2 separate regions of the Sus scrofa genome follow, and region 1 is linked to region 2. The links are chromatin contacts, called in public HiChIP or PLAC-seq maps. All regions are on one chromosome and are shown on one strand. The core of a region is the stretch at or near the end of the contact, and the rest is flanking DNA. Distances in the headings are between cores, read along the strand shown. Region 1 overlaps UNC13B (protein unc-13 homolog B). Region 2 overlaps UNC13B (protein unc-13 homolog B).

Region 1 (3,613 bases), core at 12-2,511, 86 kb after region 2:
ATTTAAACTTCATTGTTCAATAAGAATATTTATACCTATATCTTGTCAAGGAGTGTAGCACTGAACCATGTTGGCACACTGAATAATTTTATGACTACTAAGTTCTACAGCTTTCTGCTATTTTCAATTTTTATACGTCTGCTTTGCCCACCCACTGTATTATCAGTGACAGTATCACTGGCTGCAGTTGAGAAATAAATCAAAAGTGATTCAGCATCTGGCAAGGATTTGATGAGATGAGTACTCACATATTCTGCCAGGGTGTGTAAATTAGTACAACCTTTATGATTCAGTAATTTCACTTCTAGGAAGTATTCAAGGAAGATAACCTATTGAGATGCAAAGGAATATTTATAAATAGGCTTTAATTATAATGGAGAAAAATTACAAAATTACTGGATGAATGGGTAATTGTGACATTTCCTTATAATGGAATAATATTTTTAAGTATTTTTATGTGAATAAGTTTTTAAAAAGCAGGATCCTAAACTGATGAAGCAGTACAATCCCAGTTATCTAAAAAATAAATTATATACTCATGACCATAGGAAAAAAAAAAAAACCCAGGTAGTAGTTTTAATAGTGGCTCTCAGTGGTAGAATTGTGGGTAAGTTTTTTTTTCTTTGTACTTTTTAAATATTTTCTAAATTTTCTTCAAATGCATTTATTTTATAATTTAAAAAGTAATAAATATTTATTAAAAATGATCCCAGGTATGACAATATATAAGTAAGTCATTGTAGATTTACTTTTTTAGTTTGATTTTGAGACTTAATTGAATGTTGGTTAGTTGTTGCAGTAGTTGACTTCAGCAATACTAGTGATTCCTTGATTGAGAGTTCTAAGTATCTCTTAAAGTTTTTTCTTCTCTATTGGTGACATCCCTAAGGTCTCCCCTAATAAATTACTATGGCTGAAAGAACTTCTGGAATCTGTTATTTTTATGTGTAACATGACCTCAAAGCTTGAATTTTTGATTGAGATGCAGTCCACCATTGACGTTTCAAAGAGACCTCATTGATTGTCTATGAAAGATTTGTTGTTTCACTGCTTTTGTTAAAATATTGCCTATAAATAGTGACATGTCAGATCATAAACCAAAATTTCCTGAGTGTGAATCAGTCTTTTAAATTAGAAAGATAGGGCATAATTTAACATATTGTTTAAAATTTTTCTTAAAGAATGAATCAGTTCAGAACAGTTGGGTGTGAGTCACAGGCATGAATAACAGTGACCAAACATTCAAAAGCACTGTCACTAATACACTGCTTGGTTACCAAGTTATGAAATCTTATTTGAACATCACTAACTTCACAAGGATTTCTTTTACCAGCATACCCAGAAAAGACATGTTTATATAAAATGTCTTACCCTTTCTTCCTTTCCGCTTCTTCTTCTTGTGTTTCCTGGTGATCCATCCTGCTGATACTGTTGATCCTTAGGAAGTATGAGGTGTTAGTGCATCCCACTACTGTTAAGCCATCAGGTCTGACATGCTGTATCCCTAGTCTGCACTGCATTCAAATATTCCTCTAATATCCTGTTGGTCTCTAAAACTGTCCACTGTCATACTGTGACTTATTTTTAGTATTCTACCTGTTTGGAGAGGCAGAGAAATAGGCCATTTTACATATGTAACCAGATATTCCTTACCTGGAAGATTAGATTACTGCCTGTTCCTAGAGGTGATGGTGTATTTCCTCCACTAGAACCAACCATACGCAAACTCTGGGCAGGTACTGCCAGTGCTGCTGTTAATCTCATTTCACTACCTACCACAAATAAGATTAACTTTATGCTTGTGGGGTATTCTGATTGCCTCTTGATGGGGACCAGGACTTGTTCTCCTAGGCAGGTGATGGTGGGCTTTAGTAGAAGAGGAAATTTTGTCCATCTGTTTCCGGTCTGGAATGCTTTTCTTCCATTCTGGATTTATCCCATGCTGGAAGGAGTGGACGTGATTAGCAAATACTCACTGTGTAAAGGCATGACCATATACAGCAAACTATGGGACTGTCTATCACTGTTGCATTTTATACCACATGTGACTCACTTGACAGGACCTGACACTTCTGACCATCAGACCTAATGACCTTGCATAGCTCAAGATAAAAAGGAAGCGTGGCTGGCACCAGATCTATAGGGTCTGTTCTACAGCAATTTGTTTTGCATATTACTTACTCTCCAGATGACAATAGCCATCAAGCTGAAAAGCCCTGCCTATCAAGGCATCTATCTCTTAGAGAACTTAGTGTCAACTTAGTGACAATCACAACTACTATTAGCGTCCTTTCAAGAGCATATAGTAGGTGAATCCATATTTACAAAAGGGATCCAGAATCCCTCACCATAACTTTTGAAGGGATAGAACCCAGCCTATTCTCTATCCTTTTGCAATGTCATGTTGCTATTTGGCAACGCCGGATCCCTAACCCACTGAGCAAGGCAAGCGGATTAGTTTCCGCTGCACCACAACAGGAATGCCAGCTCCTTCAAGACATTAGCACAGTGTGTTGAGACTTTATTTTAATTGTTAAAATTTTAATTTTATATTTTGAATTATAATTAATAAATAATCTTAGTTTCTTGTGTACAACGTAGTGATTAGATACTTTTATACATTGAGATGATCACCTCGATAAGTCTAATTACCTTCTGTCACTATACAAAGTTGTTATGATATTTTGACTGTATTCTTTTTTTTTTTGTCTTTTTGCCTTTTCTAGGACCGCTCCCACGGCATATGGAGATTCCCAGGCTAGGAGTCTAATCGGAGCCGTAGCCACCAGCCTACGCCAGAGCCACAGCAACGCAGGATTTGAGCTTCGTCTGCAACCTACACCACAGCTCACAGCAACGCCGGATCCTCAACCCGCTGAGCGAGGCCAGGGATCAAACCCGCACCCTCATGGTTCCTAGTCGGATTTGTTAACCACTGAGCCATGATGGGAACTCTGTGGGTTTTTTTTTTAAATATTATATTGTTGGGACTTCTGATAGCTTTCTTTTTTCTTTTTTGCTTTTTAGGGCCACACCCAAGGCATATGGAGGTTCCCAGGCTAGGGTTCGAATCAGAGCTCTAGCTGCTGGCCTACACCACAGCCACAGCAACACAGGATCCAAGCGGCATCTGCGATCTACACAACAGCTCATGGGCAACGCCGGATCCCTAACCCACTGAGCAAGGCAAGCGGATTAGTTTCCGCTGCACTACAACAGGAATGCCAGCTTTCTTTTTTAATGTATATTATTTTATTTTGCCCCCCTCCAACCTGGTGATGATGATGTTGCTTTTTGAATTCATTAATTATGTATTTAGGTAGGTATGTAAGTATGTATTGGCCAGACTTGGGGCATATGGAGTTCCTGAACCAGGGATCAGACCCGAGTCACGGCTGTGGCAATGCTGGATCCTTTTAACCCACTATGCCAGGCAGGGAATTGAACCTGCATTCTCATGCTGCAGATAGGCCATTAATCAATCCTGTCGTGCCACAGAGGGAACTCCCAACATGATTATTTTAAATATTACCCTTTAAAAAAAGAAAGGGAAGTATATTGCATTACTGTATTCGCTTATCTATCCCTTTGTAGACTCCTTTTCCGCTGTGCT
Region 2 (3,336 bases), core at 164-2,663:
TTTGAAGCAAACCTGTATACTACATTTCATCTGTAAATATTTCAGTATGTATCTCCAAAAGATAAAGATTAACCCCACTCCCTGCAAAACCAATATCACATTTTAGAAAATTCCTTAATTCCATTGTGTTTGAATTTCCAGTTGGTTCATAAATTTTACATTTTTTTTCTTTTTTACATTTGAATGTTTGAATCAGGACCACTGTAAGCGCCTGCTATTAGTTGATAGGTCATTTTATTTTTTTAAAATTTTTTTAGCTTTTTTTGGTCTTTTTGTCATTTCTTGGGCCGCTCCCAAGGCATATGGAGGTTCCCAGGCTAGGGGTCGAATCGGAGCCATAGCCGCTGGCCTACGCCAGAGCCACAGCAACACGGGATCCGAGCTGTGTCTGCAACCTACTCTGCAGCTCACCGCAACGCCAGATCCTTAACCCACTGAGCAAGGCCAGGGATCGAACCCGCAACCTCATGGTTCCTAGTCGGATTCATTAACCACAGAGCCACGACGGGAACTCCAGTTGATAGGTCTTTTTAAAAAAGTTATTTAAAATTTATTTATTGGCCATGCCTGTGTAGATTGAACCCCTGCCACAGAAGCAACCTGAGCCACAGCAATGACAATGCTGGATCCTTATCTGCTGAACCACCAGGAAACTCCTTTATACTGTTTTTAAAGTTTACTTTCCATTTGCAGTTATTACAAAATATCAGCTGTATTTCCTATGTTGTACAGTAATCCTTGAGCCTATTTTACACCCAGTGGTTTGTATCTCCCAATCCCCAACCCTCTTTTGGCCCCCTCTCCCACCAAATTAGTACAAATTGTAGTTTGTTCTCCATATCTCAGCCTTTTTTATGTTATATTCACTAGTTTGTTATATTTGTTAGGTTCCAGATATAAATGATATTATATCGTATTTATCTTTGTCTTATTTTACTTAAAATAATGTCCTCCAAGTCCATCCAAGTTACTGCAAATGGCAAATTTTCATTCTTTTTTATGGTTGAGTAGTATTCCATTATCTATCATATCTATCCATCCACACACCACAGCTTCTTTATCCATTCATCTGTCAATGGACATTTAGGTTGTTTCCATGTCTTGCCAATTGTAAATAGTGCTGCTGTGAGCATAGTGGTGCATACATCTTTTCGAATTAGTGTTTTTGGGGTTTTTTGGGGATATATACCTGGGAATGGAATTACTAGATTGTATAGTAGTTCTGTTTTCAGTTTTTCGAGAAAGGTTGATAGGTTCTAGATGTTTCTCTCTCTTTTTTGTCTTTTTAGGGCCAACTCTATGACACATGGAAATTTTCAGGCTAGAGGTCAAATTGGAGCTACGTCACAGCTGTAGCCACCGCAGCTCAGCAGTTCTGGATTCTTAACCCACTGGGTGAGGCCGGGGACTGAACCTGCATCCTCATGGATACTAGTTGCGTTTTTAACCCTCTGAGCCACAACAGGAATTCCTTATATGTGTCTCTTAATCTTTGAGGTTTCATTTCTCTCTTCCTCTTCCTCTTCCTCTTTTTTTTTTTTTTTTGTCTTTTTAGGACTGCACCCGCGGCATATGGAGGTTCCTAGGCTAGGGTCGAATCGGAGCTACATCTGCTGGCCTACACGACAGCCACAGCAACGCCAGATCCCAGCCTCATCTGCCACCTACACTGCAGCTAAGGGCAACACCGGATCACTGAGTGAGGCCAGGGATCAAACCTGCATCCTCATGGATGCTAGTTGGATTCTAACCTGCTGAGCCACAATGGGAATTCCCTCGTCAGTTTTTTAAAACAAACTTTTAATCCAGAAATAATTTCAGACTTACAGAAAAGTTGCAAAAATGAAACTACTACAGAGAACAATCATTTGATGGCAAGTACAGACATTGTGTCTCCCTACTGCCTGAATACTTCATGGTTTATTTCTCTAAGAATAAAGATCTTCTCTGATATAACCATAATGCAGTTATTTCCCTTAGTAAATTTAGCAGTGATTTAATACTTTTATTTTATCTGTCATTTTTATTCCAATTTTATCAATTATCCCAATTGTCAAATGTCCATTATAGCTTCCAGTACAGGATCCAGTCTAAGATTTAGTATTACAACTAGTAAGTCATGTCTCTTTAGCCTCCTTCAATATGAAAGATTTTATAGCCTTTAAAAATATTGGCATGTTTAAAAAGAATACAACTCCCTTTCCTTTTTTAGTGAAATGTTTCTCATTTTGGGTTTGTCTGTTGGTAACCATTTTGGATTGGAGTACTGCATAATTGGGGATGTGTCCTTCTCAGGGTATCACATCAGAAAGCACATGATGTCTGTCTCTGTCTAGTGATGTTAATTTTGATTACTCAGTTAAATAGTGTTTGATTTGTCTCCTGCTTCTTCTCTACTCTCCTGCAACTAATAAGCACCTTGTGGAAGACACTTAAAAACTATTTAAATATTTTGCCTAATAGGATTATTGTGAAGATTAAACAAAAATAATGTACGTATCTGAGTGTCTGAGACAGTGTCATCCAAACAGGTTTGTTAAATTTGAATCTCCCTAACTTGATGAAAGCACTGCTTTAAGTGTCTATAATCCTGGTGACAATGTGTGGTTTAGATTAAGTGGGGGAGAAAATAGAAACCCTTAAATTATAGCAGGGGTAATTTATTTATTTATTTGTCTTTTTTGCCATTTCTTGGGCTGCTCTCACGGCAGACACAGGTTCCCAGGCTAGGGGTAGAATCAGAGCCATAGTCGCCGGCCTACACCAGAGCCACAGCAACTCGGGATCCGAGCCACATCTGTGATCTACACCAGAGCTCACGGCAACGCTGGATCCTTAACCCACTGAGCAAGGCCAGGAACCCAACCTGCAATCTCATGGTTCCTAGTCGGATTTGTTAACCACTGAACCACGACGGGAACTCCATAGCAGGGATGATTTAGATTGAACATAAATGAAAACTTTTTTGATGGGGTTTTAACTGTCACAGGAAAGCAGTGGAGTCCATTTTCTTAGGGCTATTGAAAAATAACTTATTTCCTTCTGTATAGAATACTTAGGTATAGCTGCTCCTGATGAGGAAAGTTAGATAACCAGTTTTTGTATTTCCTGCTTTGTTGTGATTCTTTCTCTGATTACTGAGAAACGAAATAAAAATATAATCATGAGGTAGAATTTTGTGTTCACCTGCAGAAAGGAAAGTTTCATTTTTCTATTTATCTTCAGTAAAAGTGAGCTGTTAAAGAGTTCCCATTGTCACTCGATGGGAGAGACCTGACATAGTCTCTGTGAGGATGTGAGTTTGATCCCTGACCTCGCTCAGTAGATTAAGGATCC

What was found. HiChIP or PLAC-seq counts read pairs in DNA pulled down with a chosen protein or histone mark.
Region 1: an H3K27ac HiChIP or PLAC-seq map of alveolar macrophages shows a contact between it and region 2. The contact joins two enhancer-like sites. A contact is called at or near these places in 7 of 47 Hi-C or Micro-C datasets (alveolar macrophages, embryonic fibroblasts, fetal skeletal muscle and 3 more) and 1 of 2 datasets of contacts at active chromatin or transcription factors (alveolar macrophages).

What each region holds. Positions count from the first base shown.
Region 1 is chr1:236,011,795-236,015,407 of Sscrofa11.1, forward strand. All of the region lies in intron 7 of UNC13B (protein unc-13 homolog B), which reads left to right. Among named protein-coding and RNA genes, the nearest start is that of UNC13B, 95 kb to the left of the region's middle. Within about 2 kb of position 1,262, at least 4 of the 83 cell types and tissues checked have an H3K27ac peak or open chromatin away from gene starts, as enhancers often do. A contact at or near this core is called in alveolar macrophages, where this site is marked.
Region 2 is chr1:235,926,143-235,929,478 of Sscrofa11.1, forward strand. The region is part of intron 1 of UNC13B (protein unc-13 homolog B); the gene reads left to right. Among named protein-coding and RNA genes, the nearest start is that of UNC13B, 9.1 kb to the left of the region's middle. Within about 2 kb of position 1,414, at least 1 of the 83 cell types and tissues checked has an H3K27ac peak or open chromatin away from gene starts, as enhancers often do. A contact at or near this core is called in alveolar macrophages, where this site is marked.